4 separate regions of the Mus musculus genome follow, and regions 1, 2 and 4 are each linked to region 3. A link is a contact called in public HiChIP or PLAC-seq and promoter capture Hi-C data. All regions are on one chromosome and are shown on one strand. Each heading gives the region's core, a stretch centred on a gene start, on an enhancer-like site or on the middle of the called end of the contact. The rest is flanking DNA. Distances are from core to core; before and after follow the strand shown.

Region 1 (6,674 bases), core at 1,150-3,649, 1.7 Mb before region 3:
GAGTGTGACTGAGCACCTAGTCATGTGGGCAACTGGAAGGTACACAAGAAGGATTCTAAGAAATAAGGTGAGCACTCGTCTCAGAGTTCCCCAACCAACTCATAAAGAATCTAAGTCTTGATGCATCCCTGCCACCTGTGGCTGACAACAGCCTTGGAGGGCACACATACTTCTTTTCCAGCCCTCAAGGCATAGTTGTTTCCACTGATACAGCAAACTGCAGGCAAGGACCTGAGTTGTATACAGTTGGATGAACTGAGAGTCTAGAGGTAGAGCTTCTCTGCTAGTTTGCCTTCATCTGTAATGTAGTCCCATCAGACCTTGTATTTCCTTATTATCTCATGCTTGGTGTAGCTGGAGTGTGTTCTTCAAGGATTTATGTGTCTTAGTCAATTTTCCATTACTGTGATAAAATACTTGAGAATACAAGAGAAGGGGGTTTTACTTGGATTCATATCTCAGTCTGATGTTGACTGGCTCATTCCTGTGTATCTGAAGCAAAGCTAGGCTATCATAGTTGGGAGCATGTGGTAGAGTAAAGCTGCTTACCTTACATAACCCAGAAGCACAGAGGCAGAGAGAAAGGACTAAGGATCTTTCAAAAGCACTCCTGTATTGACCTTCGTCCTCTCTACTTAGTCTACATTACCTCACAAAAACATCCCCCAACACACACACACACACACACACACACACACACACATGTATGTATGTATGTATGTATGTATGTATCTGTTGATCAGGTCAAAGTTCATGATCTCACAAGTTCTCCTAAGCCCCATTTCTGAAAGTCTTCAAACCCACAATGCTTTTGGAAGATCTTCCATGTACAACTCAAAATATGCATGGAAATTATGTACTCATTGCATATATTAAGAGAGGGGTGTCACATAGCTGTTTCTTTCAGGTGAGACTACTTGTTTTCTTGAAAGAGAGCAGATCTGTACGGGATGGGATGGAGTAGAATTCCTTTGTGAATGTATGAGGATTCATGGGACTATAATGCCTTAAGAAAGCGTCATGAGATTATCTTCTCCCCTACATTACAATTCCTTTTACATAATCATTTTCTACAGTTGGGAACTGCTGGACCTCAGTCTCTCCTCCTCAGCCTCATGCTAAGGTTTTGTGGGATTCTAGTTTCTAAGACTGGTGACTGGCTCCTGATTTTGCCTGGTGGCCTCCTTAGAATGACCTTCTGAAATAGTCATAACGTGTGTTTGTCAGCGAGTGACTTACATGTAGCCTATTCAATGATTTAGGCATTTTAGATCCTGCTCTGTGCTTTATTTGGCATGATCATGCATTCTGTGAAAAACATGCTCTCCCCTCTTGAGATTGCAGGGTTAGCTTTACTTTGATAGCAATGGCACAATATGCATCTAACCTCCACCAGAGGCACTGTGAGTGATTTATTGATTTCACTTTATAACAACTCCTCTGGTTACCCTAGTTTCTCAGTATTTCATTTCCAGACTCAACGATTAGAGGAAATCCACTGGTAAATAAAAGGGGTAATAAAATCAGAGCAGAGAGAGAGAGAGAGAGAGAGAGAGAGAAAGAGAGAGAGAGAGAGAAAGATTGATTGAGAGGAATACTTGAGAAAAGCCAATCAAATCTCTTATAATAGCTAAAGAATCCACTCTATCGAGGATCAAATCTTTGTTACAGCTTACATAGTAGTTCCGGTAGGTTTTGTTTGTAGTTTGTGAGTGAGTCTTGGTCTGCTAACACAGTTTGACATGCTGCCCACTGCACGGTACTCTTGGCAAATGATACCATGACCCTTTGTGGGAGAGAGTTGTCTGGCAATTGTTCTAATTTAAAGGATTACACATACTTTAGGGCTCAGGGAAAAGCTTGGGAGTCTTTTCCTCAAAAAGCAACACGATTTTTGTACATGATTTTTGATATCCTCACCTATTCCTCAAGCCTTGGTTCAAAATAAAACAGAAATAAACAAAACCCCAAAGCATGCTCTAAAATCTTTGCAATCCTGCCACTAACTCTGAATGATCATAAAGAACCCAATCGTCACATAGGGTATATAAGGCTCAAACGCCAGACAGGCCAGCCTAATCAAACATCAGTAGGAGCAGGTGACAAGCAGACACTCCCCCCCCCCCCCCCACCTCACCCCGTGTGATCTCATGTCTGCCAGGGTGAGCTGAGCACAGAACAAATGGCAGGTGTGTTTCACAGGACCTGGCTGCTGAAGTGCCACTGATTGGGGGACAGAGCAGAGAAGAGGAGGCAGCTCAAAGCTGGCTGATCTGATAAGAGGATTGGGTTACTGGGCTGCCCTCCCCCCTTTCCCGGTGCCTTCCACTGAGCAGCTGCACGCGTTTGTCCTTTCTCAGTTAGAAAATGTCTCTCTGTCCAGGGCAGAGCTGCATGCCAGCACCCTTAAGCTAGCGCTCTTCGGCTGAACACACAGTGTTCTGTCATACTCTGACTATGCCATGCTGTGCCCTCCATGGGGAACATGCCCCTCCCATCAAGGAGGCGGTTGATATGCAAGACTGGGGTCAAGTTAGAGCTCCTTTGAACTGTCAACCTAATTCTGGGGTAGCTTTTGCTGCTCCCTCCTGTGTGGCCTGGCACCATGCCTGCCTGTCTTAGCAGTTTTTTTCCAACCAAGATGAAGGCCAGCTCCCTGCGGTTTTTGGGTACGATTGATTATAAACCTTTGTGGGATGCCAAGAGCTTTGTGACACATAGTTCAGCTTAAAGGAGAACCAAACTACCATAATCCATAATCCCTAACTGCATATTATATACATACTCTTATACCCTCCCCCAACCCCCAGAGAAGTATAGGCCTAACCCATGATCTAGAAACCATTATAGAAAGCTACACCTTGTCAAAATACAGAGAATGGACTGTGCAGTACCCAGCTCCATCTGATCCATCTGTAACATAACCCCTAATACCCAAGGTTCAGGGAGTAGGGCAGAAGAAAGAACAACAACAACAAAAAAATAAGTACGAGTCAGATGATCTGGACAGAAGCTCTAAGGATATCTCCTAAAGAGATGGCCTTGCCACTTGTTTGCCCTGTAGTGTCGTGGGTAAGGGAGAGATACCCACCCAAACACACACACACACACACACACACTTTGCCCCTCATGAACTGGCCATGAGGTCTTAAGAGTGGGAGAGTTGTTTCATCCTGCAGCACTCAGGAGAGTGGGCCCTGCACCCGAGGGGGTCTAAAAACCTTGGGAATGAATTTTTTTCAGTTTCCCAGGAAAATGAACTAGGTTCCTTTGGGGGAAATCCATAAACAATGGGCCATTAGTCAGTGATGACCCTGAACTAGGGAGAATAGCTCCAGAGCTGAGACAGTTCTCAGAACACCTGGCCTGAGGAGATAATGCTGAACTAGTCTTCGATTTTTTCTCAAGGTCCCACCAAATATAATGGAACTAGTATAAACAAAAACCTACTGATGTTGCTGCTACACATCTAGCCAATGGTGTTAGAGGTTACCTAACCCTTCTGGAAAATTCCCCTAGCCCTGCCAGCTCTTTTGGTGGTTGCTATTTTGATGAACGCAACCCCTGCATGTTGGTAATTTCTCAGAATAAACTCTCTTTGCCTTTGCATACTATTTGAATCTGGTATCTATCTTCTGGTATCTTTATGGGCAGCACCATAAAGCTGGCTCTGCTGGAGTGGGTTTAAGTGAGCCAGCTCTGAGGGCATTAGAGTAGGAGCTGGTTCTGCCCCTTGCCCAGTTGCAGCCCTGGAGAGCTCATCCTGGTGGGATGGGTATGGGAGAGTTGGCAAGCTGACCAGCTCAGCTACCACCCAGGCCCAGATCCATGGTTGTGAGTTGGCCCACTCCAACATCTAACCCATCTATTTTGGAGCATTTTTGGAGCACATGAAGGGCCTGAACTACAGATTCAGAACTGCAGGATCTGCATAACCCAGGGCATCAACAAGATATCTGCACGAAATCTCAGAGAGGATCCAGTATTGATAATGTAACAGAAGCCAGAGGCCTCAAACCAGATCAATGACTCATTGCAATGAACATTTCCAAGTATAAAAGTGTGGACAAAGGAGATTTTGTGGGATATACTACAGCTTCCACAAGGAGATTTATTTATTTATTTGTTTGTTTGTTTGTTTGTTTTCTTTTGGTGGGGTGGTGGTAAGGGTGGAGGGTGGGTACAAAGGGGTGAGGAAATGAGTGGTGTTGGGGTGCATGATGTGAAATTCACAAAGAATCAATTAAAAGTTAAATATTAAAAAAAAAAAGAACAGCTTCTAGACGTATCAGGGAAGCTGCATCCATGAAACCTCAATCGTACAGTTACCTAAGCCACATATGAATCATACCTCAATCATACCTAAGCCACATATGAAAAATGACATCAGTTGACATTTCAATGTGGTTGGGAGAAGTTTCCTGATGTCCAACTCTTAAATGAAGAACTATAGGTTCTTAATGGTTGTTGAGAGAAAGAGAGGGGGGGAGGGGGAGAGGGAGAGGGAGAGAGAGAGAGAGAAAGCAAGAGAGAGAGAACCAGTCTTCTCTAGGGGTAAGCTTCCTGATAAGATATTAAACCTCATTCAGTCAGCTCCAAATACATACATACATACATACATACATATACATACATACATACATACATACATACATTCATGAGTCCATGAATTGAGAAGTTAAATAGGGAACATGAGTGGAGTTGGAAGAAGAAGAGGAGGAGGAAGAGGAGGAAAAGAGAAGTTGGAAGAGGAAGAGGAGGAAAAATGATGTAAATTTAGTAATCATTCATAAAGTTCTCAAAAATAAAAAGTTAACCTAAATTTAAAAGGGGCAGAGATGACAGAAGACACTCCAGAGAAGCACCAAAAGTCATGAAAACTTCTTTCCTGCATAAACTCCTTCTGCTCTTCTTCTGCAATTAGGCCAGCAGTTCTCAGTCAAGGCCACAAGTGTTAATGAAAAGGAAAAACAACTGTGAGGCATGACTAAGGGTATTTCTTGAGGGTGTGGCTTATGGTTTAATTTTATATTATTGATATAAGACTCCATGTTTGCATTTAAAGCCCATGGAAGCAGTGTAGGAATTGGGTCAAATCAGATGGACCCGGTCTTAAATGGTAGTATTGTTTCTGCTGACTAGTGATCCTGGCTAAGTTCACAACTTCTTGGCCTCCACTTCTCATCCAAAAGAAGTGGGTATAAATTCCTTCTCGAGCTAGAGAAAGTACCCAAGGAGCTGAAGGGATTTGCAGCCCCATAGGAGGAATAACAATATGAACTAACCATTACCCCCAGAGCTCCCAGGGACTAAACCACAAACCAAAGAGCACACATGGTGGGACTCATGGCCCCGGCTGCATATGTAGCAGAGGACAGCCTAGTCGGCCATCAATGGGAGGAGAGGCCTTTGGTCCTGTGAAGGCTCTATGCCTCAGTGTGGGGGAATGCCAGGGCCAGGAAGTTGAAGTGGGTGGGTTGATGAGCAGGGGGAGTGGGGAGGGGATAGGGGGTTCTCGGAGGGGAAACCAGGAAAGAGGATAACATTTGAAATGTAAATAAAGAAAATATCTAATTAAGAAAAAGGAAATAAAGAGCCTTAACATAAAAAAAATTAAAAAACAAAACAAAACAAAACTTTCTTTTAATTTTCATGAGGAGTGGGTGTTGTGAGTTCCTTGGACCCTGAAGACGCTCATTAGTTATGAATTTTATTACTACAAGAGGCTAAGTTCCATTTGGGTGTTATCTTTGATTTGAGACTAGTCAGTAAACCATTATAAATTCTCAGGCCAGTTCTTTGTCATTGTGTATTTAAAAACTTGTTATTAAACTTGTTTGGTATCTTTTCTTTTCTTTTTTAAAATTAATTTATTTTTTACACTCCATATTTCATTCCCTGCATCTCCATCCACCCTCCCACTGCTCCACATTCCACACCTCCTTCCCACACGTCTCCACGTGGATGCCCCATCCCCCCACCCCACCTGACCTCTAAACTTCCTGGGGCCTCCAGTCTCTTGAGGGTTAGGTGCATCATCTATGAATGAACACAGACCCGGAAGTCCTCTACTGTATGTGTGTTGGGGGCCTCATATCAGCTGGTGTATGCTGTCTGTTTGGCGGTCCAGTGTTTGAGAGATCTCGGGGGTCCAGATTAATTGGGACTGCTGGTCCTCCTACAGGATCGCCCTTCTCCTCAGCTTCTTTCAGCCTTCCCTAATTCAACAACAGGGGTCAGCTGCTTCTGTCCATTGGTTGGGTGACTCTTTCAACTGCTTGTTGGGTCTTTTAGAGGGCAGTCATGATAGGTCCCTTTTTGTGAGTGCTCCATAGCCTCAGTGATAGTGTCAGGTCTTGGGACCTCCCTTTGAGCTGGATCCCACTTTGGGCCTGTCACGGGACCTCCATTTCCATCCCTGCAATTCTTTCAGACATGAACAATTATGAGTCAGAGATGTGACTGTGGGATGGCAACCCTATTCTTCACTTCCCATGCCCTGTCTTCATGCTGGAGGCGGGCTCTGTGAGTTCTATCTCCCTACTGTCAGTCATTTCATCTAAGGTCTGTTCCTTTGATTCCTGAGAGTCTCTTACCTCCCAGGTCTCTAGTGCATTCTGGGGGGTCCCCCCAACTTCCTATTTCCTGAGGTTGCCTATTTTCATTCTTTGTGC
Region 2 (6,829 bases), core at 1,973-4,472, 1.6 Mb before region 3:
TGCCCACAAAGATCTACTTTTAGACAGGTCAGTGTCTGCAGTTTGCATAGCCTCTCCAGACAGCGCCACCTTCTGGACACCAATTGTTCAGATTCATCTTAAACCCATCCATAACAAATGGAAAACATTGTCTCAAATGGAGAGAGCAGAAACCAGCCTCCCTCTCTCTCAAATAAAACTGGACCCTTACCTGAGATTCCAGCCTCTTTTGCCTGTCCTTCCTGGTCACTTGCACATAATTCTGCCGTAGTTGCACGTGGGCTCAGAGGTCCTAGAGTCCATAGCATGTGGAGCGTTGACGGAGGGGGAACTCCCTCTGTGCAGTTGTCATCCATGCAGAAGTAAGTGTGAGTTCTTAGTGGTATGACTGCTTTGGTTGGTGATACCCACAAATTAGTTAACAGCTCCTGAGTGACCCCTCACAAATGAATTGCTTCTGGAAGTTTGTTTTTGGTAGACCTGTGCTTTTATTTGTTGTTGGTACCCTCCGTGTAACGACAGGGTAGATGCTTGTTATGTCTCCCTAGGGAAAGGTTTGTCATGGACACTGCCATAGGTGTGGGCGTTGGACTCTTGGGATGCAGCCACACGACTCTAGCAGTAGCAGCCTGTGACAGGGTTCAGAGTGACTCTGTGCTGGCTCCACCTCAGTGACCGCTTAAGTAGGGTATAGGCCATTTGTATGTGGCCAGGGACTCAGGAGTGTCTCTGCTGGAGGATATGTCAGAGTGGTGATCACGCCTGAGCGCTGAGAGGTGTAAGATTCTCTTTTGCTCTGACTTTTAGGTTTTCTTCCAATTAAATTTGTGGGTCACCATATAAGCTTGTAGATTTCACTGTGGCATTTCATACATGCACGCACACACATACACACACACAGAGTCTGTAGCTTGGTCATATTTATTTCCCCACTTCTCTCTGTTCCCTTCCTTTCCTCAAATAGCCTGCCTTCCACTTTCATGTCATATGCATGTATATCTATCTATATTTACGTTCTCCACCTATGAGAGAGAAAACATGAAATAAAATATCTCTATCATCCTCTCTCCCATTCTCTTATTTCCCCTCTGTCCTTCCTTCCCCCATGGCCTCTTTCTACTTCCATGTCCCCCTCTATACTCACACACACATACACACACACATAAATGCACATACAAATATAAACATGTCTACACACACACACACACACACACACACACACGAGAAAATTTGTACTATTCATTGTTCTGAGTCTGGTTTATCTCTTAGCACAGTGGCCTCCGGTCCCCCCCCCCACACACACACGAGAGAGAGAGAGAGAGAGAGAGAGAGAGAGAGAGAATGAATATGTACTATTTATCGTTCTGCGTCTGGTTTATCTCTTAGCACAGCGGCCTCCGATTCCATCCATTTTTCTACAGGTAGCCTCGTTTCCTTCTTCCTATGGCAGCCCTTATTTTTTGACTCTGATCTCTGCTTTAGTTTCCCGTCTTCTCAACACCATCCCACCAGGGACTAAGATTTCAGTGCGTGAGTTTTGAGGAACAGCCACCTGCAGAGTGCAGTCCCCCTTTGAATCACGGAAGATGTGTAGGTCCAGGGAAGAAATGCAGCGTGATTGAGTCAGTTTGTGGCCCATGTACTTGGAACCCTGAGTGGGAGAAGATATGCATATGAGGGTGTCCCTTGGAAGTCAAGACTCTGGCCTCAGTGGGTGGTGTGACAGATGGTTTGTGGGAGTTTTGCAGACTTTCATACTAATTCTTAATGGAGACAGCAGGGTAGGCATTAAAGGGTCCACACATGAGAGTAACTTGATTAGATTTGGATTGTAGATTGGTTCATTCTGGAGCTAAGGTAGAGGGTAGTGTAAAGATCTTACCAGAGGCACCAGTTAAAAACAAGTTTAGATAAGAGCAGAACTCTCCACAGAACAAGCTGTCTGGGGTTGGTAGTCCAGGCTGTCTGAGTGACAATGCTGTGGGACTGTCTTTTTCTTTATGAGCATTATGAACAAGCTTTTCCTTGGGGTCTCTTAGTGGCTAGTGCTTCAGTTCAACAAGTGGACCTCGTTAAGATTGTGAGCAATATTTTGCTTATTAAGAAAGAAAAGTGCTTTCAGAAACTCCTGACAGCCTTCTCTCAGCCCTGAGTGGCCAAGCCTGGATCTTCAGGTGCTGCAATGTATTCTCAGTTCCTACAAAGAGTGGTGGCATTCCTTCAGAGGGTAGAATTGGGGCAGTGTAGCTGTGGGACTCTTTGAGTGGAGGCATGGCTAGCAGAGGAGACACTGGTTGATGGTGACCTTTGATGGTTACAACTTCTGGTCAGAACTCTTTGTTTCCTGACTGTCACAGTCATATGACCAGACATCTTACACTCCCATTGCCATTTACTGGAGCTAACTCTGTCACCACCTGCTATGGTGGGCTGCTCCCTCTGAACAATTAGCTAACGCAATCTTCGTACCACTTAAGCTGCTTTGTCAGGCATTTTGCCACAATGATGGGGAAAGTAACGAAGCCAGGTGCATACCAGCAGCCTATCACACTGCAGCCAGGAGGGAATCGGAGTAGCTGCAGTAGTCAGGGGTGTTTTCATAGTCTCTACTGGGGCCAACACAGGTCCCTCCAGTGTTTCTTAATAGGAGGTGGCTTCCAAGCCTTCACCCTCTGCTAGCCACCAACTGTTCACACTCATTTCTCCAGTGTGTACACCTAGTGCCTATAGCAGAGCTTGCTACCATTCATCCCCTATGCTGGGTGGGACCTCTTCTTCATTTCTTCTTACCCTGGCTGATAGTGTGCACCCTTGTTTGCTTGTTGTGGATTTATATTGTTCACCAGGCTAAGCTTATGGTAAACTCAGACTCTCAGGTCCTTTTTTTTTTTTTACGTCAACATAGCTATCCTTGGCATATCTCCCACATATTGAATCATATCCCATGGTGAATTCTGTTATAGAGTGAGACATCATTTTACAAGCAAAAAAAAAAAAATCCATTAAATGTTGTTCTACCTTTTTATAGCATCCAAAATATCCTACTGTAGTATTTATGTGCACACATCACCCGATATCCAGGCGACGAAAAGACTTCTGTGACTCAGACAAATGGGAGGCTTTTGGAAATGTTTTTGTAATAGCCACTAAAAAAATCAGGCAAGGCAACAATTGCTCTGAGGCATGTTGCATAGCAAGCTTCCCAACACGGAGCGTCTGCCAGCAACCTTGGAGACCAGGTGCTGTGCCCATCCTGTCGCTCACTCTCAGGCTCTGAATGTGTTAATATAGCGTTGCTCCTTGACCTTGGGCCTTGGAGAGCAGCATGCCATGCTGATTCATGATGCCTCCCATCACCTCTCTCTTTTGTTTGACATTGATATATTTAATACTAATACTCTTCTGTTAAAGACTAACCCAGACTGTCTCCTGCAAGCCGGGGATGATCCAGGAACCTGGCAAGTACTGTTGGTTTATGGGGCACAATGTGAATGCCTGGTTTGACTGTTCTATTTCCTTAGCTTCACCTCAGCCAGCATGGCTGCTCCATTATCTGTTATACATGGACTGATTCACTGTGTCGGGCTGGCTGGAGCTGACTTGAGATGTAGGAAGATCGGTTTCTGGCTGTCTCCCTTTGCCCATTTCCCTACCCCACTCCACAGTCTCTATCTTGTTGTTCCTTGGTTTCAATCTCACTTCCCTGATAACCACATATATTCCTGCACGTTCCAACCCCGCCTTCCCTGCTGCCTGTCCGCTGCACACATGTCTCATACAGAGGCGTGTGGAATGACTCTCAGTGTTCTCTTTTGATATTCTGAAGATCTGGTCCTCAGGTGGGTCATTTCAGGCCTGATGATTCTAGTAAAGCCCTCTGTCCCCTCCTTCCCTCTGCTTTATCGCATTTGGGACTGTCCAGGTGTTTCCATTCTAGAGTGCTCCTTTGTCCTTCACTGACAGATGAAGGCTAGTCTTACTCTTTAGGCTAATACCATCGCTGAACCTGTCATGGCTGCTGTCGTATGTCTGTAACTGATGCATTTGTTCTACAGTGCATTTGAATGGTTTGCCAGTCCATGTACTGCATTCTCTACAACATGGCATACATGTAAAACTCTAAGCCAGCTCAGCTATTCCTTGGATTAGGTGGCATCAGTCGCTCACCATTACCTTCAAGAGATGCATATGTGAACCAAGAAGTCCCATGATGCCCTAAATATGTTTTGCTTGGCTTCCCAATTGTCTTAAGAAAGGTAAGGTAGCAACTAGCCTTGAAAAAACAGCAGCTCCTGTAAAAACCTGGACGTATTGTCATTTTTTGGAGCCATCAAAAGACATGACAATCACTCCACATCCCAGGAGTCCCCAGCAGGGCCAGGCCAGACACAGTCTATCTTCTGTTGTGCAGGTTGACTGGGCTTAGTGTCTCACCCGTGGGAGATTGATGCTCTTCTCAGCATTCATGGCCTTCCTGTATTTACCTCTTAGTCTTGACATCTTTTTAGGTCACTTTCTCCTTTCTCCTGCAGGTGTGGCCACCAGGATGCTCAGCCAAGTATTTATCCATTGTCTCAGTCTTCTTTTGTTAGACTGGAGCATTGCTGTTTATTATCACACACCTTCCCAAGACCGCACACATAGCTTTGTCCTCATCACTGGTTCCCATCTTCCCCATCCAGTGCTTCATTAACCCTCGCTTTTTCAGTCAGCCATAGCTAACTGCTCCATAAAGCCTTTCTGACCTATCAGGTAACCTCTACCATCCTGTCCCTTATTCTTGTTTCATACAACACAGAACAGAGACTACTCTTGATCACATTTGTTATCTCTTTGTCTTCTCTGGAGTGGAGGGCCCTTGAGGGCTTGGTATGTTCTTACCGTATGTCCACCATGCCTGGCACAGGGAACATGCCTGGGAAGCATAAGATGATTAGGAGAAGGGCGTTCTTGGACTGTGACTCTCTAATCATTTTCTCTACAGTGCTGATATTAATGATGGTTCATGAAAATGAGCCAAGGGTCTATGCTGCTTTGCCCAGCAGTGCATTCCCAGTACCCAGCTGTGACCTGGAAACAGTGAACATGTTTTGCATTGAGTTTGTGAAGATCCAGCAATGGTGGATGAGCCAGCAGAATGCTCTGCAAGTACTGTAGGCCAGGAAGAGAAAGAAAGAATGGGGTTGGGTCTGAGGATAGAGGGACGGAGGCATCTCCTTTGCTATCACCTCTGGTAAGAGGCATATTTCCTTTCCAGCTGGTATGAATGGAAAGCTTATACATTTTGGCATTTGCTTCCTAGGTAACGAGTCAGACCTTGATCTAGAAAAGACATACAAAGAAGATGATCGAGAAAAGGCTTCAAAAAGACCCCGGGCTCAGAAAACAGAGAAAGTCCAGAAGATCTCAGGAAAGGAGGCAGGGCAGCTTTCTGGAGCGAAGAAACCCATCATCAGCGTGGTCTTAACTGCTCATGAAGCAATTCCAGGTGACCGAGGACAGGCTGGGAATGATATGATGAGAGTGTGTAGCACAGCTGCCCTTGGGGTAGCCTGAGGAAGGAGGCCCAGGTCAGAGTGTACGTGTTAGGTATTTTAGTGGAGTTTCATTTAGTCACCTGAGTAAGACCACAGACCTCTTTATCCTCTGGAGCTGTCCTCTATCTCCTCGACCTACTCTGTTGTCACCCAGGTATGCAAGAACAGTCCCTTCTGTGCCTCTCCCCATCTTCTCAACTGGTAGTGCCCCATCAGCTACAGTGACTGCCTCCTTGGTGGGTGCTGCCCACTCAGCAAATGTAAGAGAAGCAGCTGTTCTCCAGGCCCAGGCAGACACTGCCTGGCTTCTTCACATTTTAGTGGTATTCATTAAAATATTTTCTTAGTACTATAAGTTTCTATCTATTTTTCCTTTTCCTTGTAGATCTGTTATATTTTCTTTTATAAAAGGTCTCTTGTAGGAAAGACTATTTTAGGAAAACGAACAAACAAACAGTGCCTTAAGAGTTTCTATTGCTGTGCTAAAGTGTAGACATAAGTAACTTGAGGAAGAAAGGGTCTATTTCAGCTTGTCACTCTCAGGTCATAGGCCATCACAGAGGGAACTCAGAGCAGGTACTGTAGGCAGGAACCCAGAGTCAGGGACTGAAGTGGAAGCCAGGGAGGGATGCTGCTTACTGGTTTCCTCACTCCTGGTCTGCTTTCTTTTTGTTTTTTGTTTTTCAAGACAGGGTTTTTCTGTGTAACCCTGGCTGTCCTGGAACTCACTCTGTAGACCAGGCTGGCCTCGAACTCAGAAATCTGCCTGCCTCTGCCTCCCAAGTGCTGGGATTAAAGGCGTGCGCCACCACTGCCCAGCCCATGGCCTGCTTTGTTACACAAACATGCCTAGTGTTGACACTGTCCACAGTGACCTGGGCCCTGCCACATCAACTACTAGTCAAGAAAGTTCTCTAAAGCTTGCTCATAGGCCATGATGGAGGCATTTACTCAGTTGAGTTCCCCTTTTTGCAGGAGACCCTAGTTTGTGTCAAGTTGACATAAAAACTAGCCAGCACCATTTGTGATGTATTTCAAACTATCATAAAAGTTGATATAGAAACTAGGCAGCACAAACGGTTTGTGATAGATTCCAAGATATCATAATATTGTTTTTCTCTTTGTGTGCTTTGGGAATATTAGCTGTCTAATAAAATGGGGACATTGTCAGGGTTTTCAGAACAGTGACACACTTTAAGCATCTCCTTTAGTACTAATAGTAGACATTGAAATTCAAAACTCTGAATACAGTTTCTCTTTATACTTGACTTACAAAGTAGGGTGCTCAGGAGAGAAAAGACCATAGAAAATTA
Region 3 (6,044 bases), core at 951-3,450:
TCAGGAAAGAGCCACCCAGGGAAGGCTGAAAACACTGTGAGTTTTAAAATGAAGACACTTGTGTTTACTGAAACTGTTGAAGGGAGCAGCTTAATTGTCTTCCACTTAATTTCCAGAAATCATTTAGTATGTCAGAACATACAACCCGTGGAGAAAGCAGCAGACAAGCACTGTGTCAGGGAGGAGTCTCACCAACCTTTCTGGAAAATCAGGGTAGTTAGTGCATACTATCTCAACAGCACACCATAGCATCATTTTAACATAAAGACTTGCAAATGAGTTTTCTTTTTCTTTCTTTATTTCTTTCTTTCTTTTTTTTTTCGAGGCAGGGTTTCTCTGTGTAGCCCTGGCTGTCCTGGAACTCACTTTGTAGACCAGGCTGGCCTCAAACTCAGAAATCCGCCTGCCTCTGCCTCCTGAGTGCTGGGATTCCGAGTGCTGAGATTCCGAGTGCTAGGATTAAAGGCATGCCCCACCACGCCCGGCTTCAAGTGATTTTTCTTAAATTTCACATTTCATAATCAAATTATGCCAGACTCTGGGTAAGGTTTCTATTATTAACTCAACATTGTGCCCATAATGACAATTAAAAAAAAAAAAAAAAAAAAAACCTGCAGGAGTCGTTACTTCACTATACTTCACTATAGCCCATTTACATTAAGTATTTAATGATCTTTTGGCCACACTGGCTTGCCTAGCACACGTGCAGCCTTTTTGACTACCGAGTATTTGAAGAGAATGCATATATTCTCAAGGTATCAATAGTGGAATGAAAATAATAACTGGCAAGCACGGTCTTATCAAAATACAACGGGTTGGGGACCAGGAATCTAACGCTGCTCTTGTTGGAGGGAGATGCTTAGAACATGTTCTTACATTACTACTCACTAGGATCTTTCTAGCTTAAAAAAAAAAAAAATAAACACCACACAAATGAAAAATCCCCACACAAACGAAAAATCTTATAATGTTTTAGCCACTGTTTAAAACAGGTAAAACTTAAGAGCAAACAGAATTCCAAATGTCCCTTCCTGTTTTTTTTTTTTTTTTTTAATCTGAAAAGGGAAGAAAAGAAATAGCATCAACGCTTGTTACAAAAATATGGGGGATCAAGTTTACAAGGTCGTGCCTAAGGGGATATAGAATATCCTGACATGGCATCAGTGAGGTTAAGATTCATAGCCAGGACACACTAGGTGTAATGGGAACAAACATAAATATTTTAAATAGAAATCTTGTAAGTGTGCAACATACAAGGCTGTTACTTCAATGTACAGAAATAGAATCCGAAGAGGCAGTTTGCCAGTTATGCTAACATTTCCTAAGATCAAACTTCCAGCCTGTAAATCTAATCCCCCGTGACTCTCAGGAATGAGGACCTCAAAAGGCAGGGACGATTTCCATTCTCTTGTGAGGAGACAGGAGAATGAGGGAGGCGGCAGAATTAGGAACTTTTACGAAAGACAATCTATTGGACAGACCCTTAAAGTGAAACTGTGGAACAGGGAGCGAGAAAGGGGAGAAGGAAACAAAAAGAGAAATGAAAAAAGACCAGAAAGCGGTAAAAAAGAGTTCGTTGTAAGGATGGTGGAAGTTTGCAGAGATGACAGTGAGAGGAAAGAGACAGACACACAGAGCTAGAGAGCGGTGAGGGAAAGACCGCGAAGCTAAGCAGAGGGGACGAGGCGGGCTCGCAGGGGTGTCAAGGGGAGCCAGGAAAGGCCGCGGCGCGGCTGGCCCGGAGCCCGGGAGCTGCAGGTTGACAGCCGCCGGCCCGGCAAGGGAAGGAAGGCGGGGGTAGCGCGGCGGCGCGCAGACAATAGGGTCAGCGGATGGCAGGGAGCGGGACGCCGGCCGAGAGCAACGCGGGCGCGAGCGCAGCCCGGGGACCCGGCAGCTTCCAGGCCCCTCCGCCGCCTCTTACCGACTCGGCCTCGTCTCCGCACAGCAGCCGGGCCGTCCGGGGCCGAGCCGGGGCGCGTCAGGGAGGCCAGCGCGGGCCTCGTTCGAGTCTGCCCGGGCAGCAGCAAGGGAGGGAGCGGGAGCCGAGTGAGCCGGGCCCGCGGCGCCGCGTCGGCCCGAGGAAACGCGGGAGGAAGCCCTCAAGCCCACTCCGGCTCCGCTACCATCGCAGCCGCCGTCGCTGCCGCCGCTGCCGCCTCCGCAGCCACCACCGCCGCCGGCCAGCCCTGACGCGACGCCGGCCGGGGACGTCAGCCGCCCGCGACGCGCCGGAAGCGGGCTGGGTTGAGTCACGTGGTACGCGAGGGCCGGGCTGGCGCGGCGCAGCCGATTGGAGGACTATTCTGGGGGTGGGGCTTCGGCCAGGCTGGGCTACTTACACATAGAAAAGACCTGGGCTCTAGATTCCCCTTGGTGGGGTCAAGAGGATGGTGGCCTTTTGTGATTGTTGCTGGTTTCTAACAAATCCCACTACTTGACACATTGGGCAAACTTGTCAATGCACCACACACTTTTCACCGTGTCTGTTCTATCCCACGTTAAGGACAGACACAATGATCTGTATTACAAAATCAGAATTGTCTCTTTTGAATGGATACTTTGTCACGACACTCTGCTATAAATATATCACATGACAATCAAAACTGCACACTTATACTACTTTCCAAATTCAGAAATCTTTATAAAACAAATAAAAGATTCTTAAGAATCTTTAAAAATTCCTAAGAAGTTTAGGGTACTAATAGAACAAGTCTTCACAATTAATAGTATAGGACTACCTCTGTTGAACACCTACCATGTACCAAAGTCTATATTAAGCAGGAGAATCCCTATCCCAACTTTGAGAAGATCTACAAGTTATCATTCAAAGTGCTACTGAGAGAAAACATCTATTTTTTTCCCCACTCCATCACTCTGCCTCCCACGTTTTAAAAGTGCATCACTGCATACAAATGACACTTATATTTATCTTGCTTCATCGTGTACAGTGAAAATAGAAATGTTTTCTCTGACTTTCAAGAGATTTGGTAAATTGAGAAAATCTTCATAATCATCCTTTTATTCAAAAGACATTCATTCAAGAAATATATATCTAATAGTTGCAGAGTTATACTGAGCTTAGTGATGCTACAAACAATGCGAATAAGACAGTTCTGAGATGATATTTGTCTTTATGTTCTTCTTTTTAATCCTCTGTGGTTCTCATTGGTCCAATACAATTAATATTTCTATTATTTCTAGAATCTTTTTTCTGTCACAGGCAGAATTATACTTTCCACTTTTAAAATATTATGTACGGTTATTTAATTTGCTGTAAAATTAGAATACAAGTAAGATCACACACACAAGAAAATGCCAATGCAAGAAGACAGTTCTAAAATATTTTTGTCCCCCAGTACTGTGATTTACAATGTTTGCAATAATTACTGTTTTAGCAGTAGAAGTCCTTGATACACTAGGATGACTGTAGGAATTATGGATCACCTAAAACAAACATGCAATTTAAAACAACACTTGATTTAAACAATAAAATGTATAATGTTGTCAAATAAAAAACATATATTTATAAATCAGGATCATTTGTTTCAGAGTCTAATCTAAATTTAATGAAGAAGTGTCAACCCTTCATTAGATGGGATGAAAATATTAGAATCTAATGAATTTAGTCCCCCTTGAGGCTATAGGTCTCACTTTAAATGCTATTTAAACTATATTGTTTTAAAATTTGTATTTAAAGATGCTAGCAATGTGCAGAATATGGAACAAAGTTTACAAATCACATCAGTGACAGTACCACTAAGTCAGGTTTCTGACGAAAGATAGATAGATAGATAGATAGATAGATAAAGAAAGAGATGTGTGTGTGTATTACATATATATGTGTGCATTCATTTAAAAATGTGTGCTTGAATATATATATGTATATATACATATATACTTTTTCTGAATGTATGTATATACTCTTTACTATGTTGAGTGTCAACCAGCATGATCATTCTCTGTTTCAAGTAGAAATAAACAGAGTCCCTCAAAGGCACACCATAGAATAAAAGTGAGAGGGACCACCATGTACACTCAGGCAAGCAACCCTTAGCAAACTCATTGAGCAACACTCAAAATGGAGACATGAAAGTAAAGCTGAGACTTGTTTAGAAGAGGAGTTCCAGTGAAGGAGGGGGTGAGAAGGGGAAGCAGGTGTGAAAATGACTAAAATTTATGTTACAAGTGTGTAAAATAGTCAAATCAAAAATGAATGTTTTATAAATGGGAATGAGGTCTTAGGTGCATTAGTGGCTTGAGTGGCTTGAGTGACTTGTGGTCCTGTGGAGTTAATACCCTCCCTTGGAACACATGTTAAAAATGGGAGTGCCACATTTGGTTGTCACTAAATTGCAATGGGAAATTTCTATTTAATGAGGAGTTACCGGGTCTGCTAAACAGCTTGGAGTACATAAGCAGCTCTTTATCTTGTAGAATTACACCAACCCATGTATGAACTTTGAATGTCCATCTAGATACTCATAAGAATGAAAAAGTTTAAAATTGTTTGTGATGAAAACTGAGTCTCTGAGGGCCTGCATTCCACCCTGCTGCTGGGGTGCAGAGGACCCGCTGGAGAAGCAAAAATTGACAGTGTTTACCCTGCACTGCTGCCATTGGGTGCTGGGCTTTAGGGAAGCCCCAAGTCTTCCCAGGGGCTGGGTAAACACAGTCTAAGATGTGGGATGCTGAAGCTGAGGTTCCCAAGCTTCTGGATACCCAGTCACCACTGAGTTACCTCACCAAGGAGTCAAGAACTATGAAGTCAGGTCAGGGGCTCCCAAACCCTTGGGTATCTAGGCACCCCTGGGCCGTGAAGAGTTGGAAGTGGAGCTGAAAGCCACAGGGGCTGAGGATGGCAAAAAGCCCAGGGTCAGAGAAGATGAGAACTCTGCCTCAGCTCATCAGCAAAAGTCCTTAGCTTGGTTGCAGTTGTCTGGGAATGGAGGGAAGCTTTCTGCAGGAAACTTAGGCTACAGCTTGGTATTGAAGTCTTTCTCCATGCTCCCCATGGTGGTTCTTGATGAAAGAGACAGTCCTTAGTTCTAAACTGTTTATTGACTGCTCATCATGGGAAATGGGTGCAAACCACCTTCTCAGGGTGGACCAGATATTAAATAACTTTTGCAGGAAAGAATTTCCAGGAAGGGAAGCTTATTTCCTAAACCCTCAGGGCCTCTAGGTTAGCATGGAGAACTCTGATCTGGGCTAGGTGACCACAGGTCATGTTTCCTTTGAGGGAAGTGTGGCACGTGTTCCAGGCCAGGAATCTAGTAAGGAGCAGGAAGCCGCCTGCCATCTCAGATGGGTACCTGGGTGCCAAGGACTCTGGACCCACTCAACTATATCAAGTTTCCTTGCATGGTCCATTGTCCCACAGTCTCATGAGTAAAACATTTAATTGAAGTTGCCATACAGTTCAGAGGTTTGGTCCACTATCATCATGAGGGAAACATGACAGCATACAGGCAGACATGGTACTGGAGAGGTAACTGAGAGTTCTACATCTGAATCTTCGGGCAGCAGGAAGAAAAGGTATGCCACTGGACTGAGCTTGGGCTTCTGAAATCCTAAGGCCTACACCCAGTGACATACTTCCTCCAACAAGGTCACACCTACTCCAATAGGGTCACAACCTTCCAATAGTGACACCCCCTCCTCTTTAGCCTATGATAACCATTTTCACTCAAACCACCACAGTCCTATTGATATTTTGGAAGTGTTTTACGAATTACTTTATTTTAAGAGAGGGTAATGCATAATCTACTCTAAAATGGGAGCATTTGATGTGATAAAACTAACAAAAATTTCATGTAGCTCTAGAAACACAGCTCAGTGGTTAAAGCACTTTCTATGTAAGTATAAGGACTAGGGTTTGGATAACTTGAACCCATGAAATTCTGAGTGGGCATGCAGATATGGTGGCACTCATAATGCAGAGAGGGTGTATCTCTGGAGCAAGCTAGATTAGCTATATTCTAGAAAGCTAAGTCTACTTAAGAGAACATGCCTCACTGAATAAGGTGGAAACTTACTAAGAA
Region 4 (6,671 bases), core at 1,156-3,655, 1.8 Mb before region 3:
GGTGGTTGGAAGGGAATGATGTATAATAAGGGTTGGAAGGGTGGTAGATGATAGAACCCATTAAAGTGCCCCCCAAAAATACACCAACAGAAAATGGCTTGTACCATGACAACAAACACCAGTTTGGACGAACTGGTTAACATCAACCATGGGAAAGGAAGGCTTTTAGCAGATGCCAACTGAATGGACACAGTGGAAATGAAGGATGACTCTGAGGCAATGCTGCTGTGTGCTTGGCAGCTGCAAGAGCACAATGAACAATAAGAGAAATAAGTTTGGGAAAATTTATTTACAGAATTAAATAGCATGTCAAAGAAACACAAGAGTAGATACAAGTACACACAAGAATGCCATCGGGCTTCAGATAACGGTGCCAAATCAGATGCAGGGACAGGTGCTACCAGTCCAGCATAAATAAATCCTGATTGATATGGGCATTTCCTCTTGAACATAAGTGCTCTCTTTCCAGGAGCAACACCCCTGACAGACCCTGGGCATTTCGTCTACTGTCTGCCTCACCCTTAACAACATCTGAAAAATCCTAGGTTCACAAAAGTAGACAATTTTCATTGGTCTCCTCATTTCTTGTTCTGCCTAGCAACTTGTTACTGTCAGCACTTAATTCTACTGCACAGGAGTAACCTTGAAGTTTCAGCTACTTTTGAGAGTAGTCCAACGCGTGTAAGATATCTTAAGTTCTCATATGCCAGAGTTGGTCAACTCTGCTTCTAAGAACCTTATAGGCAGGGAGCCTAGCCAGCAGTTTGCTAGGTGGCTGCTTAAGTCGTCCTGTGTGTGATATGAAAAAGAGGTAGGGTATAGCCAAATTGAAATGGACATGCTTCCTTCCTGTATGGCTTTTCAGGCCAAGGAAGAAGGCCGATGACCTAAGTTTAAAGAAATAGGTATTATGTGATACACTGGACCAAACATGGATGTTCAGTGTGGACTTTTGCAGATGGCAGAACATGAAGCCTGTGAAGAACTGTGTCCAAAGAGAGGTATGCCAGCAGCTCTGGAAAAGAGACTGATACATTCCAACTGAGTAATTCCAGCAACCTTTTGGGAATTTAGAAGGGCCACATAAATACTACTAGTTTTGGAAGAAAGTAGAGAACTCAAGAGTGTATCTGCGGAGCTTGGGTCACATTCTCTATCAAGGCCAGGCTTAGATTTGAGGTTCAAAAGCAGAAACAGCAACAGTAGAAATAGTCCTGCAATAGCCAAGAGACTCTGGGAGGCAGACTGTAATTAAGGGGTAACTTAAAAAGAGTTTCAATCAGAGGTTTGAGGACTGAGGAGGTAACCAGCTAGTCTGAAATCTAAGGAGCCTGCCTTCCCCAGATCTGGTCATTGCATGCCTGCAGGTTGGACAACAAACTTCTTTCCCACTTGACCACTGGAAAATGCCGGTTAGCTAAATTACCTTTTCTTCATATACCTACACATTTGAAGAGCACCTTTAAAGAAAACGTGCAGTAAATTAACACCGGTTGAGGAATCAGAGGAAAGGGCAATTTTGTTGATTTTTTTGTGGGTGGTACAGAACCGTTCTCCTCAAATAACTTAAGGGTCCAGCCCTTTAAGTTGAGCATTCTAAACCTCTGCGGGAACGAGACAGCATGAGATTGAGAAGTGATTCCATAGTCACAGGGGAAGATCTTTAACGGGAAAGAGTGTTCCCTGCAAATTTTTATTCTCCTCTTCCTAAAAGGTGGCTTCATAAGCCACAGGACCCTTGAACTTTAAAGGCTATGACAGTAATCCACTGTGATCATTTAATGTCACTCCAGGGAAGGTGGCCGATGCTTTTTTATCCTAACACACACTGCTCTTGAGTTCTAGGCTAGCCTGGTGGTCTACATTATTGAGTTCCAGGACAAAGAGGGCTCCATAGTGAGACTCTGTCTCAGAAAACCACGAGTCCCTTGTACCCACTTGCAAAATTCTTAGGCCATGTACTCCACAATAGCAGCTAGATGTTTAGTGTTTACCACGCACCAGGGAAGTCATTACGCAAGTTCTCTCTTTTAGTACTAACGATCATCTTGTGACAGATTTTCTTAGTATCCCCCCCACCCCTTTTTTCTTTTTTTTTGGCTGGGACATTCAGTTCAGAGTGTTTAACGTGCATGCCCATGATCACACAAGGAGGTGGGAAGAAGTAAACCGTTCTAAGCAGCCACGCGGTCCCAGTTCGACACGCTCTGACCTGTCCCCAATGTCCAGCCTCTTTCTGCTACTCTCTGAACGTCCTCCTTCACCTCGCCCAACTCGGGCTCACACGCCCCCTTTCCCCAGACATGCTCAGTGATGGAGGGAGAGTTTTCGCACTACCTCAGGATATTTTTCACGCAACCTAGCAACCAAGGGCGCCCGCCCCTAGCACCTCCTCTCCATATTGGCCCAATTCCGGGGGACCGCAAGGAGAAGGAGGAGTTTCCTGGACGCCTCGTTACCGCCCAGCGCCCCCCGCGCTGCGGGTGCGTGCGCACGCGCGCTCAGTGAGCACGTGAGCCCCGCCTCTTAACGTGCCGAGGGGGGCGGGTACAGGAAGCGGGAAGAGAGGGGTGGAGGCTGCCGTTGCCATGGCAGTGACGTCAGGCGTCGGGGAACGAACCCGGCCCCTTCCCACTCACACACACGCGCGCGCGCGCGCACACCCAGAGCCATGCACACGCGCGCGCGCACGGCCGCTCTCCTCAGACACACTGGAGGGAAAGGTCAAACTAAAGGCGAACGAACGGAGAGAACGCAGCGAGCGGCCGCCGCGCCGTGCGCCATGACGGACGCGGCCGGGCCGGCTTCCCAGCGGCCGCCGCCCGCGCCCCTCGCCCGCGCGTGCTCGCGACCCCCTCCCCGGCCGCGACGGGCGCGCGACGGGCGCGAGGCGCGCGCGGGCGGGCGGGCGGGAGGTGGACTCAGCCGGGCGGGCGGGCGGGCGGGCGACGGGCGGCGGCCTCTCGTCGCGCGTCTCCGGCCTCGCGCGGTCGGTCGGCGAGAGCGGCCAGGTGAGTGCGACGGGCGCTGGGCGCGTGCGGTGCGGGGCGAGGCGCGGCCTGGGAGGCGCGGCTGACAGGCGCTCGGCCGGCGGGGGGCGGCGCCGCCCCTCGGGCTCGGCAGCGGCTCGGCCCCGCGGCCCTGGGGCAGGTGGGCCCCCGGGCGGCCGCAGCCGGGAGTCGCCGAGGCCACGGGAAGGGCTCGGGACACTTCGGAAACTCCGGCCCGCGGCGAGCTGCCCTCCCGTCCGGGCCGGCGAAGTGCATTTCCCCGCCAAAGTCGCGCGGAGCCAGGACCGGCGCTGGGGGGCTGAGGGCTGAGGGGCCGCAGCTCGGGGCCGGACCGGGTCGCAGACCCACGGACCCCGCCTTTGGGGGACCTGGCACGCCCGCTGGTCGTTGCCATGCCAGTGCCCAGTGTTTGTTGCTTGTGGTTATTTCAGGACGAATGGTTACCAAAAAGTTACTTGGAAGAGAGGGAACTGCTTGAATTGTCATGAGTTCTTTTCCTGTGTGTGCAGGAAATAGGTTAATCTCTCCCTCTCGCACGCCGGCCGACAACTGATTCTTGCCGGTTGCACTTTAAAAAATAAATGCAAACGCTCCGAAATGCGGTAGCGTCTGGGTGAAGTTTCAGGTGTCAGGCTCCACGTTTCACGGGAAGAAACGAGAAGACACCGGAGTACTTGATAGGCTCCGGCACCCCCAGCTTTGGGGCTGGTCCGAGCAGAGTTTAGTTTTGGCTGGCAAGGTTAAGTAATCACGTTGACCCAGTGCCACCCATCAGTGCACAGCTTCCCTCAGAGGAACTCGGGACTCTTCCAACCCAGGTCTTTTCGGACTGTCAGTCGCTAATCCGGACCTTCCTTTCTTCATGGATACATGTTTTGTTTTGTTTTGTTTTTTCTTTCTTTTTAGTTTTAGCAGGATCATAATGCGCGCATGGATCCTGCCTCCTTCTCAGACATTAAAGTGATTTTCCTACATGAACGGCTCTCCAGGAGATGACTTTGAGAATACCAGGCACGCACTCGGACCTGGTGTGCCTTTATTTGGGAGTTTGGAAATTTCCAGTGTAGTGTGTTCAGATTGATAAGAGATGCCTCACCCCCCCCCCCCCAGTAAAAACCAGTCTAAACAGGTGCCAGGTGTATATTAAACTTTAGAAGACTCCCCGGTTTGTGAAAGGTGTAGTGGGTTATAGTGAAGGAACAGCCAGAAGGACACCCTTCTGTAAATTTGATGTAAGTTAGAAGGCTTAGTAAATTCAAGTTTTGATTCTCACCCTGAGCATTTCTGATATATGAGTGCTTTTCCTTTTAATTCTGAATATATGATTGTCACTTTCAAAAAGTTCTCTCAGTGGAGAACCCTCACTCTGAAATTGAGTCCCTGTGGTGTGGCATGAAGCCCAGCCCTGGAGGTTCTCGGAGAAGGAAGGGAAGGTTAGTAGGCCATCTTGTTACTTGTTCCTCAGCAGTCAGTGTTGTACCTCCTCCTAATCTTGCTTCCACTGGCCCTTACAGACAAGGATCTGCATACTATCCTGTAGTTGGGTGATTAGTTGTCACAACCTCCAAACAGTTCCTGTAACATATAAGGAATTTTGTTTGTTTGGTTTTCCTGACTCTTCATAAAGGGAACTAAAGATAGAGGCAGTGGCCCTTATTCAACATAACCCCCTGGTATAGGCTCATTGACCTTGCTGACTTCACAGAAGTCACGTGTTTATGGAACTCAACAGTTCTTGGACCTTTTACTCCAGGTGATGAGGACCCATGGGGAAGAAACTTGAGATAATAATGTCTCCATTTTCCAAAGTCATTTTATTTGAGTGTTTATTGTGAACAATGCCAAAAATAAAGTGACTTTTTTATGAAGTACATTTCTGCTTATACTTTAAAACCACTTAATTATGTTTCAAATTTGCTGGTGTTGCTTGCATATTCTACTATATAAGAACAGTTGGTTAGGGGCTAACAGTTTTCCGAGCTTGCTTGAGGGGAAATAGGAAAACAGTAATGCTGCAGTGAGGTAGAGGGGGAGAGGAAAGCAGCTGTCCTCCACTTTAAGAAATTGGATATTTTAAAGTTTAAGGTTACAAAACAAGTTAAGTAGTTGTTAGTTCAATGAGAATTTTACAGAGCAGGGTACCTTCAAGTCTGCTTAAATAGTACTTAGTAAATGTTGTTTGACTTATGAAATTTGTTTGTTGGACAATTTAGTAAGAGAATTCTGGCATCTCCATGGCTTATGAATGTTTCCTTGAATATGGCTATCACACATTACCTGGGGACAGAGTTGAATTCATTGTCCATATTTTCATGCATCAATTAATGAGTGGAAAGTTTGTCATCTGATTTAAGCTGTACCATTTAAGGAGTCACATTGAAACGTAGTTCAAATTGTTTCACTATTCAGTCAAGTTTTACCATAGATTTGACAAGAATCCCACTCTAGGTAGTTAGTGGTGTCTCAAAATCACCTTGTGGCAAGATTCTCACTAGGAGGTAGTCCTGCAGCAGAGGCCAACAATCGGTTATACCCAGACATGAGTAAAGTCAAAATAGATTTGGTCTAGGTCCACACACAGTAAAAATGTAACCTTGAAATTTCCCCTGGGTGCACTCTCTTCAGAACTAGAAGCTAGATTTTCCTAAGTAATTTTTAAATTTTGAAGAGAACATTTTTCCTTCTTTCTTTCTTTTTTTCATCAGATTGGTGCCTTAAATTGGTTACTAGAATGGCAAAAGTCTGGTGCAATAGCATGGCGACTTTAATTCTGATACTGTTTTGCTTGTTTATGTAAAAAAAAATTAAAACTAATCTGACAAGAATTTGACTTACAAGCCGGGCAATGGTGGCCCACGCCTTTGATCCTAGCACTTGGGAGGCAGAGGCAGGCGGATTTCTGACTTTAAGGCCAGCCTGGTCTACAGAGTGAGTTCTAGGACAGCCAGGGCTACACGGAGAAACCCTGTCTCGAAGGAAAAAAATAAAAGAATTTGACCTACAGATACAGATCAGCTTAGCCTTTATATTGGGAAAAGAAGCAAGAGGAGGAAATAGCCATAAATGTCCCGGGAGAAAACTAATGCAGATCCATTCTTTACACTGCATGCTTGCCCTGGGTGTGATACCTCATCACCCTGCAATCTCAAGAACCCTTAATAGAAGGGAACTGAAGGGGAAACTAAGCATAGGCACGTGCTAAAAATAAAAATGCCCTAAGAGCACTTAGCATTTTATTTCTGTAAGTGCATCAGGAAGTGAATTATTTTAATACAACTTCAGGATACTGGGCACAGCTTTATTCCTTTTAGCAGATTTGAATATTATAAAGATTAACGAAACAGCTTGTATGATATAGAATTGATTTATGTATGTACACAGATTGTTAATTTCTCAGTTAAAAAATTGACTAAAATGAAGATTGAAAAATAGGTGGTATTAAAAGAAATGTTTTTCTTTTTTTAATCTCAAGGGACTATCTTAAAGGATTATTAATTTCAGAACATGAGGTAAAATATTACATTAGATTTATGATTAGTGAGAACATTTCTTTTTAGATAAAGTCAATAAAGTAGGAATATTACTTCATTTAAAAAATGTTTATGCCAGGATGTGTGAGAATAGCAGTAATAATTAGAAATTTTAATTGGAAATTAAGAC

The links. Promoter capture Hi-C pulls out the DNA fragments that hold promoters and counts their contacts. HiChIP or PLAC-seq counts read pairs in DNA pulled down with a chosen protein or histone mark.
Region 1: an HNF4G HiChIP or PLAC-seq map of pancreatic cancer cells shows a contact between it and region 3. The contact joins the enhancer-like site here to the promoter of Phf20l1 in region 3. A contact is called at or near these places in 6 of 39 promoter capture datasets (the 3T3-L1 cell line, the C10 cell line, the HPC-7 cell line and 3 more), 1 of 115 datasets of contacts at active chromatin or transcription factors (pancreatic cancer cells) and 1 of 9 other capture datasets (adipose tissue).
Region 2: a promoter capture Hi-C map of hippocampal neurons shows a contact between it and region 3, with 5 times the contacts expected there. The contact joins the enhancer-like site here to the promoter of Phf20l1 in region 3. A contact is called at or near these places in 5 of 39 promoter capture datasets (the HPC-7 cell line, hippocampal neurons, liver and 1 more) and 2 of 115 datasets of contacts at active chromatin or transcription factors (extraembryonic endoderm stem cells and large pre-B cells).
Region 4: a contact with region 3 is called in an H3K27ac HiChIP or PLAC-seq map of extraembryonic endoderm stem cells, with 10 times the contacts expected there. The contact joins the enhancer-like site here to the promoter of Phf20l1 in region 3. A contact is called at or near these places in 10 of 39 promoter capture datasets (the 3T3-L1 cell line, 3T3-L1-derived adipocytes, the C10 cell line and 6 more), 6 of 484 Hi-C or Micro-C datasets (CD4 T cells, cerebral cortex, muscle stem cells and 2 more), 6 of 115 datasets of contacts at active chromatin or transcription factors (astrocytes, double positive thymocytes, extraembryonic endoderm stem cells and 3 more) and 3 of 9 other capture datasets (adipose tissue, liver and macrophages).

The regions. Positions count from the first base shown.
Region 1 is chr15:68,282,951-68,289,624 of GRCm38.p6, reverse strand. No RefSeq gene overlaps it. Among named protein-coding and RNA genes, the nearest start is that of Zfat, 27 kb to the right of the region's middle. Within about 2 kb of position 2,399, at least 109 of the 459 cell types and tissues checked have an H3K27ac peak or open chromatin away from gene starts, as enhancers often do. A contact at or near this core is called in hematopoietic stem and progenitor cells, liver and pancreatic cancer cells, where this site is marked.
Region 2 is chr15:68,185,689-68,192,517 of GRCm38.p6, reverse strand. Zfat (zinc finger and AT hook domain containing) reads left to right here. Exons shown (of 16, transcript NM_001145888.1): 4 at 5,282-5,467. Among named protein-coding and RNA genes, the nearest start is that of Zfat, 70 kb to the left of the region's middle. Within about 2 kb of position 3,222, at least 6 of the 459 cell types and tissues checked have an H3K27ac peak or open chromatin away from gene starts, as enhancers often do. A contact at or near this core is called in hippocampal neurons, where this site is marked.
Region 3 is chr15:66,573,728-66,579,771 of GRCm38.p6, reverse strand. It overlaps Phf20l1 (PHD finger protein 20-like 1), which reads right to left and starts at 2,200. Exons shown (of 21, transcript NM_001081409.1): 1 at 1,925-2,200.
Region 4 is chr15:68,359,210-68,365,880 of GRCm38.p6, reverse strand. No RefSeq gene overlaps it. Among named protein-coding and RNA genes, the nearest start is that of Mir30d, 21 kb to the right of the region's middle. Within about 2 kb of position 2,405, at least 408 of the 459 cell types and tissues checked have an H3K27ac peak or open chromatin away from gene starts, as enhancers often do. A contact at or near this core is called in the HPC-7 cell line, adipose tissue, astrocytes and 13 more, where this site is marked.